2 separate regions of the Athene noctua genome follow, and region 1 is linked to region 2. Evidence: chromatin contacts called from public Hi-C data. All regions are on one chromosome and are shown on one strand. The core of a region is the stretch at or near the end of the contact, and the rest is flanking DNA. Distances in the headings are between cores, read along the strand shown. Region 1 holds the start of PDIA6 (protein disulfide isomerase family A member 6). Region 2 holds the start of CIMIP5 (ciliary microtubule inner protein 5).

Region 1 (6,119 bases), core at 1,188-3,687, 280 kb before region 2:
AAACACATCTTTCACAGGATCACATAATGCAGGACTGTCCCAACTAGTCTTAGTACAGTTACACTGATTTTAGGACCACCACTTGATGGACTGATAGTGTAAGAAGCTCCTTCGTTTTTGCTCATGAGGATCTTCGTCTATCATTGATTTATCTCTCTAGCAACAGACTGGAAGACAAAAGCTAAATCTCTCTGGTTAACAACTCAAGCACCCTTAGAAGGCTAAAATAAGAAAATCATTAAAAGGTAGAAGGAAATTGCGTTCTCTTAAGGACTTCATACTTCTGGTTACTTATGGATCTTAGTGCTTGAGCCTCTGCACATAAAACCTCGTAATCCTTCCTTCTACCTAGTCAGAGAGATTCAAAGATGACAAGCATCTCTGCAGCAAAACCCACATAGCAAAAAACTTTTCTTAATCCACCAAAGACTGGGGGGAGTAAGAGCTCAGACACTGAAGTCAGAACTGGGCAAAAAATAGTTACCTTTGCTGCAAGGGGTTAATAACTTGCATAGGAAACCACATGTTCCCTCTCAAGACCAAGCACAAGAAAGATACAGTTCAGTGATGCAGAAACTCTACAGCACATGGTACACACTGCACAGCATCACCTACGCATATCAATTCTGCTCAAGAAAAGCCAGTTTCATTACACCAATTCTGCAGGTGAGAAAATCTGACAGAACTAACATCTTCCAGGTTACTCAACCAGAGATCAGGACTGGACTGCCACACTGCAACCCAGCACCCCATCCACTGCACCACTCCCCCTCTTAACAGCTTCTTCTAGCCTTAGGATCCAACCCTTTTCTTCTGGGGTGATCCTAGTTGGTTTCTACCAACAGATTTACATATTACATTGGCTCTCTTCCTTCAGAAAGCCCACACACAAACAGCACTTCATCAGGACTGGAGAACCGACTTCCAAGGCAATCTGTGGCTGCCGCAGCATGTTACGGTGACCTACAGCAGCAGCTGCCACTGGGGTAGAGCAAGAAAATAAGGATGGAAAAAGCTATTTGAATGTTACAGGCACTCTCAAGAGAGATATTCTTCTCTACATGCAGTGAGACCACTAAATTGCAATCAGCCTATTTTGGCATCACTTGAAGAGATCTCTGGCAGATTACATTCACAAGCTGAACAGTGTTCACTCAGCCGTTCTAGTTTATACAAAATCACCTGCTATAGAGAACTCATGAAAGAAAGCACATGATGAAATTCACCTAGTCACATATTACTGCATTTTTAAAAACTCGAACTCATGAACTGGTGGCATAATTTTCCTTCCTGTAGTGAAATATTCAAGGTTTCATTCATCTTTAGCAAACAAAAAAGCCATTTTCCTACAAACATCTAAGCCAGGAAAATTTATATCTGTCCCTCATATTAAGGCAAAAAAAAAATAATCTCAGATAATCTGATTTCAAAAGTTGTTTTCTAATGCAACCAAATTACATAGACAGGAGCATTGTTAAACCAACTAAGGCAGCTCCATGCTGGTAGTACTAGTCACCACCGAAAAGCTAAGTTGTAACTCTCAGGATCCGTGAAAAAAAGCTTTTGCTACACGATGATAATGATTCTGTGAACCTTCTCCTTAAAATACCCACCCCTCCTGCAGCAGAGCTCTGTGTGCTGAAGCTCACACATCCCTGTACATAAGCCTTCCCCTTTCAACCCCGTGCAGTGTTAGCTGCACCTTCAGTATTTCTATAACAGGGTCCGAGCGGGACTACTTAACAGGTTTACCGATTTATTCAGCACAGAAGACCCAGCAGCAGGAGGAGGAGGGGAAGAGGAAGTATAGTTCCCCACGGACACCTCCTTTTGTCTTCAGCCATTACTTTCTTACTGCCCTTACAGCACTAGATTCCAGGTCAGGACAGCCAGGCAAGTAAACCACCCTTTACTGGAAATCAAAACTTTTTTTTTTTTTTTAAATTAGGGCGACAGATAAGCACCGTTTCCTGTTGTTGTTGCCGGGATCTTTAGGCCACCTACCTGCCCTCCGGTAACTCACAGAGCAACCGCGGGCGGTGCGCCCCGCGGCCCCCAGCCGGCACAGTGGCTCGGACCAGCAACGGCCAAGACACGACTGCGGGCGCTGCCCCCGCTCCACAAGTGACCCGCCCCGCCGCCGGCCACCCCGGAGCGAGGCCCGCACGGCCTAGAGCCCTCGCCCCTCCCCGAGCAGCAGACGGGCGCACGGCGGCTCCGATCCCGTCCCCGGCGCCCTCCCGCCGCCACCGGCCCGCACTCCCGGCGGAGCCCGGGAAGAGCGAAGCCGCGGCCGGCCCGCCGCCCCTCGGGCCGCCCCCGCGCCCCTCCGCAGCCGCGCCGCCCCCAGCCCGCGGCTCCTACCCCACCAGAGGCTGCCCGCCGCACGCGCCCCCATGGCTGCCCCTGCTCCCTCCGCCGCCGCTACTAGAGCCCGTCCGCCCCACCCCCGCCCCCGCGCCGCGCGTTCCCCGTCGTGGCCGCCGCCCATTGGCCGTGCCGGCGCTCGCGCACTGCGGCAGCCAATGGGGCGCGGCCGCGTCAGGTTGGCGGTGGGGCGCGGGCGGGCGGAAGCGGCGCTAGGGCGGGCCGGGCCGGGCCGGGAGCTGCCCAGGGCAGGAGGGCGGCGGAGGCCTGGTGCGTGGTGGGCGCCGTCAGCGGGCTGACCCGGGGAAAGAGCGCTCTCTCCCTTTGCCTCTAGCAGCTTCCCACAGCCGGAGTGCCCTCAGGCACCCCCCCGCCTCGCAGTGCTGGGGGGCGGGTGTGTGTCTGGGCCTTGAAGGGGAAGGAAGGAGGCCAGTGTTCTCTGTGGATTGGTGCCTGGGTGCTTTTGTACAGCCTGGAAGCGCGAAACAGAAGTCTCAAGGCCTTAATGGTCTAAAGGGTGTCACTGTGAAAAAGCGATGCAGGCATCTAGATCTGAAAAAAAAACTATTTGCAAATCACAAGGTTGCATGTAAATGTAGAAATTAGCCCAGCTGCATCTGCTGTAGGCCAGGGACGTGAAAGGAGGAGGAGGAGAGGGCTGGTGCGTGCTGATACAAGTGCTGTTAAGACATGGAAAACCTACTTAGATCTAACAGAGACTTGGAAAATTTGAGTCCAGCATCACAACGCATATTATGTAGGCAATTTTGTATGAAAAATCAGCATCCCAGTTCAAAAAGCTGGTCGTTTTCTCCCCTCCCCCCCCCCCCCCCCCCCCTTGTAATAATCGCTCATTGCAGGAGAGTATTAAGAGCTTGGGGCTGTGTTGTTGTTGGGCATATATCCAGACAAAGGCTTTTGCAGAGCTAAGATTCCATAATTGAGCTGTGAATTTTTTCATGTACTGTTAGTACTCAGTGTACTACTATTTTCTAGTAGTAGCTGGACTTAATGTACCATTGAAATAGAATTTTTCAGCAGTTGGATTTGAAATGGTATAAATTTTGCCCCCATTCACACACTCTTCACGCTCACAAGTAGCACTTGTCAAGTATTAATTGTCCTGCTTTTTAAAACGAGTATGAAATGGTTAACATGGTAGTGAGAACAAGCAGCCATTTTGACCCTCAATTTGTTTTAGAAATGGAGGACCAGGAATGCATGAAATAAAAGTTTTGATCAGAATGGCTACAAAATGCTGACATCTTGGCATTTCCTTCCATTAAAATGCAGCCTGCTGAGCAGGCAGGTTCAAATTTTGTTGTCATTCCTAGATATTAAGATAAAACATACCTCACCTCTTATTTTACTGACTCCTAAAGCAAACTGGAGTTACTTTGCAGACCATTCTTCCTAAGGGATGGAGTATTTCTCTTAAATTGCTTTTATGTTCCATCAGTATTATACATACAGTAAATATGACACCTTGGGGCACTACTGAGTGGTTAGTATGACATTAGCTCCAGGGAAAATCCTCAAAACCAGAAATAAAGATAGTTTTATGGCATGTAAATTGATGAGGGGGAGGAGTGGCTAATAGAAGGAACTGCATAGAGGTAGTGTGTGGAATGGCAGTGTTTAACGTTTCTATTGCACCAAGAAGCATGTGTTAAAGTACTTATTGACCAGTAAGAAGCTTTTAATACATATGTTTACTGACTTCCTAGTGACTTTCTACAGGAAGCAATTCTACATCAGGAGTAATTCAACATTTTTATGTGTGTTCTGGAAATACACATAAGATAATGCTGATAAAACCTGCACCAAGACAAATATTAGTAGAGTGATAAATAATGATGAAAACAGGGCAGCGCTACAGGGTATTTGATAAATGAGCTGCCTTCAGACAAAATGCATTTTGGGTTTGAATGAGTTTGCATGGGGCTTTACTACCTCAGTGAAGACAGTACTTGAATGGAGCCTCTGAAAGAGATTTAGATGCTGTTTGTCTGTTGCGGCATGAACTTCTGTGACATTACTGGCAAAAAATCTCATGTGACTCATGGCTACATAAAAAGGGAAATAATGGAAAGATACTTTGTCTGCAGAGGTCAACGAGGCAAGTTATTGAGTCTATATTTAAAAATGCATAGGTAATTGCAGGGGCAGGATTAGAAGGGACTTTGCAGATTTCCATGGTCTGCACACTGATACAGCATACATCATTCCGTGTAGGAGTCTGTGGGACCTCATGGATGTGTGCAGGGGAGCTGTCTGATACAAAACCTGAAATCAGTTACCAGAGAAAGGAAATACAGTGTTTGAAGAACACTTGTACAGAACAGGCAGCAAGAGGATTAATGTTATAAATGCGAGGAATATTCTTGTATTGCAGGGATCATGCCTGGTTCCTGCCCTGGCAGATGAGTAGGAGGAGTATGACGAACAGAGATTCTGGCTTTACAAGTTCTGGGTACTTTCTGACACCAAAACTGAGACATAGTTGAGTGTTCCTGGAATGCTGTTCACACTGAAGCAAGCTTCACCTGAAGGAGCATTTCTCATTTGTGTTATTAACATGCATTTAATCTTAGTGGCTTGTAATTACCAGAAGGCAGTGGACAGAAGCTTTTTCTGGAGACAGAAAAAACAGGGGAAGCCTTAGAGCTAGTAAAAAGTGGTAGGGATAAGGATTGCTGCCTGTACAACTGGCTTTGATGCTAGCAGAGGGGACCCAGCTGCTGCAAGGCCTCAGAAGGAACAGTGGATGGAGTTTAAGACAAGCTCTCTGCTTAATGTGTCTTATTATCTGTTTAGGATGAGACTGAGGTGAAAGTTTGGAAGCTGTAAAAAGGCCTTTTGCTGTGCTCATTTCATACACATGACCAGAACTGACCATGTTTGAAGAAGGAGGGGAAGACTTGGAGGCAGCAGAAATTTTGAGGGGCCTTCACTAACTGGCAGGTGTAGCCCTACAAATATTCCAGGCTCCAGCATCTGCTGTTCAGAGATGCAACAGACATTGTCAGCTTCAGAGCCTATTTACCTTGATCAGGATGAGGCTGTCACAAGGAGTGAATTCAGTGTTATCTTAAACCAGATATGATGGTTTTAGCCTTATCCCCACCACAGCTGGAATCAGCTACCTTCCTCTTCTATTACTTAAATGGAGCATTCCCCTATTCAGATCCAGGCCTTTCTCTCACAAGTCTTTACTGTCATGGTCATTCAGGTCCCAACATTCCCCTTTTCTGTATCATAAATTATTTGGGATTAACTTGTTACACAGTCATTTTATAATCACTTCTGGACTCTCAAAATGGCATTGAAAAAAGAGTAGTTTTAGATGCACCTAGTCTGACCTGATCGTGTAGCCACATCACGTGGTGCACCAATATGAGGTTTATTCTTTATGTGTAACAGCAGAAGGCATTCTGTTTTCCAGTGCCAGATGTCTCATTTCTTAAGTTACGTACTGGTAACAAATGAGCTCGGTAGCAAATGACATACACTGCTCTAGAAAGTCACCTGCCATTCAGCTGGACCACACAAGAGGCAGTGTGATTGCAGTAAGCTACAGAAAGATTTTCAGAAGTGGCCTTTTCTAGATTCTTGTTTGCTGCAGTATACCTTAGAGGTCCCTCCCTTGAGCTGTGAAGCCTCAGTTACTCAGGTGTTCCAGAACACAGCCACACCTTTGAAACAACAGCAAGGGTCTATTTTCAATGCTTACAACCTTAATAGCTGCCAGA
Region 2 (6,045 bases), core at 3,251-5,750:
AAGCAGACATTCCCTTGATGGTATTTTTACGCTGCCGACGCAACAGACGCTCAACTTGCCAGGCTCTCTCAGCAGAAAACTCCATTAAGACAAGAAAGCAGCTTCTATTTTTTTATGAAAGCTACAGCAAAACCTAATGCATAAGGCTTTTAATCAAGCAGCTACATAATCATTTAAAAGGAGTTTTACTCCAGACTCTTAGATTGCAGGATTTGTTTCCATTTTGGTTGCATACAGCAACCCAAGGCACTCTGCTCCTGCCAAATCAAGACACAGCTTGTCAGCGGGATCTGTCACCTCCAGGCTTTCTAGGGCCTGTTGTGGTTACCATCCAGGGCCGGTGAGAACGCACCGCAGTAAGGCTCTGCCGTCACTTCTCTGCTGGGTTCCCAGCGTCCTCAGACCCATCATCTGATGCCCTGCCCTGTTCACTATCAACATGACCCGTCTTCCAGCCTGCAATCTCGACTGACTTGACTAACCTTTATTCATTTGAGGACGATGATGATGACAATGAAGATGTCACTATTTGAGGCAGGCAACACTGCTCATACTGAAAGTTTTCCATGGGGGTCTCCGTCCCGTTCCTGAAGTGGCAGAGATCTTCCTAATGGTGATCTGCTCTGAAAAGCTGGTCTCCAGAGAGCTGCCCTCTCCTCCAGTTGATGATTTTGCTCCTGCCTCTGCTGCACACATGACGTATACACTGCATTTGTGTTTTTAAATGTGTGTATTACTTGAATACCTGCAGTATCTCAAAAACACAGACTTTCTTATATGAAAATCGCTTTGCTGCCCATCAAATCACTATCACACCCCTTGGAAATTTGTTCTTCACAGTTAATGTGATACGACTGTGATCCTTCTTTTACAGGTGGGCTTGCTGAGAGCCAGGCAGGCATACCATGCATTTTCTCCTAAATTCAGCAGCAGATCTATGAGTGGGAGAATCCAGAAATCCTCCTAGCTCCCTCTTCCATGGTCTAACTGTACAAAACATGGCACTAATGTTTGGCAATGCAGTCCTTAGTCTGGAAAACATAACTTATGTAGGGAAGTATCCCAACACAGTACTGACTTATGAAAAAAGTAAAACCCAACATTGGATGTAAAGGAGAAATCTGGGAAACACAGATGAGCTAAACAAGATTTCAGACCTTATTCCTGCAAGTAGGACCATATGGGTAAATCAGATCAGAGTCTCACTGACTCTGACAGTGACCATCCAGGACCAGCATGCACTTCCAACCAAAGCAGCAACACATTCATCTCCTGTTATTATTTCCCTGCTGTAACTGATGTATTCTTGCATTTAACTAAGCAATTTCCGTTAAGTTTTTCAGTGTTTCAGAATAAGCCTCTGAAGTCCTTGTCTTCCAGTGAAATCTATAAGAACTTTTTGAGCTTCAGGAAACTTGTTACTGTGAAAAACAAAAACAACTCAGAAATTGCCTCTGGACAAGGACATCAAATACTGACATACAAAATCTGATTTTCTTAGCTACTGTCTGATATAAATGATCATTTTTGAGAAATGTGTCTTTAAAAATAAGGCAGTGCATATAAAGGCAAACATTAGCTGAAGTCTTGCATAACTGATACTGCAATACCCTCTTGTGGTGAAATGAAAATATTCTGTCTGAACACCTGAACTTTCTCCTCCATAAAAAGTCTCTCTAGACATCTTTTCCTTTCACAGGGGGAAATAACTCACATATTTTTCACAGATGAATTTGTAGCGCGTATCATCACTTGTCTGGCAACAACAAAAGACTAACCTCGGTCAAGTTCTTTCTCAGAATGATGGGCACAACACTGCTTGTCAAATAAATTAATCTCAAACCAAACTCAAGGCACCAGCTCCTACAGTGACTTTTTTCAAGTTTCATGTCCCCAACCAGAAAAAATAAAGGTGCTATAATCAATTTACATAGACACATAAGGCATGAAGCCGCAATAAACATCAACCTATTCTACCACAGAATGAAAAGAAGTACATAGTAAATCAGTCGTACCAATACAAACGAGTTCCCTCCTTAAATGCCCCAAGAAATGCTAAACTGGCAGATGGTAATATGAGGGGAAACAGTTCAGCATCTGCAGCAGTACTGCTGAGCTGTTAATCTAGTAAATGGCCTAAATGGGCTACTAGGATAACCAGTAAGGAATCTAAAGTAACACCCAGAAATTTCACCCTTGCACTCACCCTGATGTGCTTTAATGGTGCATAAGCACTAACTCAATGATTTCTGGTCCCAACAGAAAAGGGGATAATTTTCAAAATATCCGCTCTTAGTGATTTGGTTTTGGAACAGCAGCTATATTTTAAAGTCATATTATTATAATATTTTTTAAAACCCAACTTATTTAAACAGCCATGATCCCATTCCCATCTCTTATTTCCAGAGAAATGGCTTGAACACTCTGAAATGTCCAATATCCGCATGTAGACTCACAGGTTACTTTTGTTTAAAGCCTAAAGACTTCCTTCTTTTCTGAGATTGTGGCATCTCAGACCAACAGATCTGGCTTTGATCTGTGAGTTCACTTTCAGTAAGATGTTCTGAGAGGCACTTCGTAGCCCTACACCTGCACAAAACCTAGGGTAGTTACTACTCCTGCATCTTTGCAGAAACCACTCAATGGCACAGACTTTAAACACCTACTTGTACTCTTTCGATCCAGTTTATTCAGTGGCTACAAGTAGTCATTTGGAAGCTATGTACTCAGCTCAATAACCATTCATTATTATGTTTAATTTGCAGAAATTGACTTGAAGGCAGGATTAGAATCAAAATAACACCAGAACTTTGTAAACAAGAATTAAAAAGCATTCTATTAACAGAAACAGACTTTCCATCAGGATCCTTTCCTGACCTGATCAGGAGCTAAAATCCCATGCACACTGATTAATGCATTGGGTCTTCCAAACATGCCTCAGCTTCCTTTTAAAGGAGTTAGATGCTGCTAAAACCTCATTCTCTAACCAGCTGCACACACTCCAACTTGGAGAGGACCCTGGAACAAATGCAGCAGGATAAGCAGATTCCACAACAGAGTCAGCTATCGGATCAGGTTGGCAAACCTCATTTCTTTAGTTCATGATAATGCTTTGTGGATACATGACTTCTTTTGCTTTTTGGCTGAAAGAAATTAAAAACACTATTTAGGTTTCAATTATCTCAGAATACAAGCAAACAAACAAAAAGTCTACTAAAATTTCATGCCCAAAGCAAACACTGTGATTTGAGGTGGAGTTTATCTCTACTTTAGTTACACTACTGCAATCTTCAAAGTCAGAATAATTGTTCCAAATATAGAAATATTTCTTGCTCAAATATGCTACATGAAGTGTTTGGGTTGTTGTATAGTTGCAACTATTTTAAAAGAAATTATTTGCCAAATTCAGTATGTATTTCCCAATACTGCAAGCAAGGAAATTTGCCAAAAACCCTCTAAAAAAAGTAGATTCAGAGTTCATTAGCATTTACCAGGAAGATGAAGCAAGAGGCTAGAATTCATCTGGAGCTAATCCACACTATTCAAAAACAAGTCAGTCAAGAATTTCAGAGGAAATTTATACTTATACTCTTGTTTTCCTGCAAGGTCACAAATACTTGAGGAAGTGACTTCATACCACAAAAACCCAATAGGCTGACTGTAAAGACAAACACTGACATTCTGGACACTGTTTTGAAAATTCTCACTTTGTACACTAATAAACCTTTAAAGTTACTTAAAAACTACTTCTTATAGTTGCTTAATAACTTCTGCAGACTTTTGATGATCTCTGGATGCTTTTTTTTTTTTTTTTTTAAATCTGAAAGTAAGGATCTTTTGAAGCACAAATTCGTTGAAATACCTTATTTTAAACAAACAAGCTCTGCCCCAAATAGAGTTCAAGGCCCCAGCAGTTGTCCCATTGGGTCTCTGCTCCCTTCCTGGTGAATATTCACAAGTCAGACTCGTTTCCAATGGAGACAGTAAACACACCAGGGAAACCAGCAGCTCTCAGATTTTGCTTCTGCTACATAACCACAACAAAAGTCCTGCTGATATATTCAGCAGCAATCTCCACAGCACCCTTTGCTACTAAACCAGACTTTATTGTTCTGAGGATTTTGAATAGAAGGTGGTCTCAGCTGCAAGCAGCAGTAATCGCCTCATAAACTGAGAGTTTGCTGGTTACAGCTGGAGATTCAATGGTCTTCAGTAACAGTCATTTCTTACAAAATTGCTGTTACCATGAAAACTCCCTCAGCGTTCAAGCAAGGAAGCAACATAAAGCAGTAGGAAATGAGTGTTAAATAAGAGGGAAGTAAACGAGTGCTGAGCACTGCCTGTCAGTGCTGCCCTGCATGTCTGTTTTCTCAAAGCACTCCAAATCAGCAGCTAAAAAAATACATTAGGAGAGAAGGAACTTTGAAAGTGCAAACAACAGCAGGTTTAACTTTCCTAACAGTCACGATATAACTAACAATACTGGGGATACAGTAACTCTCAAAATGGACAAGTTGCGAAAGAGTTCTGGATTCAGGAGAAATACCTTGGTTAGGTCTTGGCAACCAGCAACCACACCTCTGGGGCAACCAGCCTCAGCTACATCTGTGTCTCTTGGCAGCACCAGACCGAGATCTGTCTTTGCACAACTGGCTACTCAGGCCTGGGCAGATGAGCAGGCAGCACTGCAGCAGGACCAGGTACAACAGGATAAGATCTGGAGAGAGTCTGTGGAGGCTGAACAGAGGGGAAGGAAAATCTGGTAAGTCACTTGCTGCAGTTCATTCCTCTTCTCCTCATCTTGACAATAGTACTGATGCTCCCTGAAAGTCTTAGGGCTTGACCCAAAGCCTACACTATCAAAAGAAATCTTCTTTGGTGGGGACTTTGCATCAGAAGTTAACACTTTTCTTTCTGAGATTATATTATCTCTGTTTTCCTTCACTGGACAAAATCTATGTTAATATCTCCTGGAATGCTGAAAAGAGATGCAAAGAACTGCATGCTAAGTATCTTTTAGCTTTATAGAGACTTCTACAACTCAGATATAAATGTGCCAACCTTTATAATTTATTGCAGACACACTGATACTATCACCTCTTCTCCGACTCTTGGAAATGACTGAAATGGAAGCTGAACAGAGTGTTCTGCCAAAATATGGTTTTGTATTCCCGATCTGTAAATCTGCTGAACATGCCCCATTGTTAGAATGTTTCAGCAGCCTGAACTGCATATATAAAACCTAAGTTTTGACTGTGTATGCACCAGTGACCTGAAGGAACCTGACATTAAGATCCTCTCTGTTTCTGTCACATATCTTGAAGAAGTGTTTATATTCATACTTCAGTACACAGCATGAGCATGCCTATTAGAAGACACTTGGTAAAAGTAAAATCAGATCCAGTTCCAACTGTGTACTAGCTAAGCTAAAGGAAAGGGAGAACATCACTCCCAGGATTTTTTAGAATGGGAGAAAAAAACATCTGAAAAGCCCTGTCCTCCTTATCCCTCTGGAGGACATACAAATCATAGCTCTGATTTCCCCAGAGACACATCTGCAGTCTTGTCTGGCTCCTTTTACCTGAAGGAAAGGCTGACGCCAGGACTCTGACTCATGCAAAGCCAGGGCCATGGTGGCAATGTTACTCTCTCCCAGTTGTGGACTCAGACTCTTCTCAAACAGGCCCAGTATGTTCCATACCCATTCTCTTCTTAAAGCAGCAGGAGGGACTCTGTGTCTCTGCCTGCCTCCTGGGGTTCACAGTCATGGATATTGGTGCAAACTCACCTTCATGGGAAAGTAAGATAACACATCACACAACTGATGCATGTCCTGCTCTCTAGTCTTAGCTACAAAGACAGAAACTCTTGTAAAAGGGTGAGACAGACATGTGAAGGACAGATGCCTAAAGATGGATTCATCAGATTACATCTGTACAGCTTGCAGAGAACTGTCCTTCAACTCCACATTCCCATCCAAACACAATGATGGGGAAAGGCTGCTACATGTTGGTGCTCTGACCTGAAGTGGATGTAGGTAAATGT

Evidence for each region. Hi-C and Micro-C count contacts between places; a contact is called where the count stands out from the background.
Region 1: a contact with region 2 is called in a Hi-C map of liver, with 5 times the contacts expected there. The contact joins the promoter of PDIA6 here to the promoter of CIMIP5 in region 2. A contact is called at or near these places in 2 of 2 Hi-C or Micro-C datasets (heart and liver).

What each region holds. Positions count from the first base shown.
Region 1 is chr1:17,612,268-17,618,386 of bAthNoc1.hap1.1, reverse strand. PDIA6 (protein disulfide isomerase family A member 6) reads right to left here and starts at 2,437. Exons shown (of 13, transcript XM_074895637.1): 1 at 2,365-2,437. The coding sequence starts at 2,398.
Region 2 is chr1:17,332,375-17,338,419 of bAthNoc1.hap1.1, reverse strand. CIMIP5 (ciliary microtubule inner protein 5) reads left to right here and starts at 4,500. Exons shown (of 3, transcript XM_074922109.1): 1 at 4,500-4,762. The coding sequence starts at 4,506.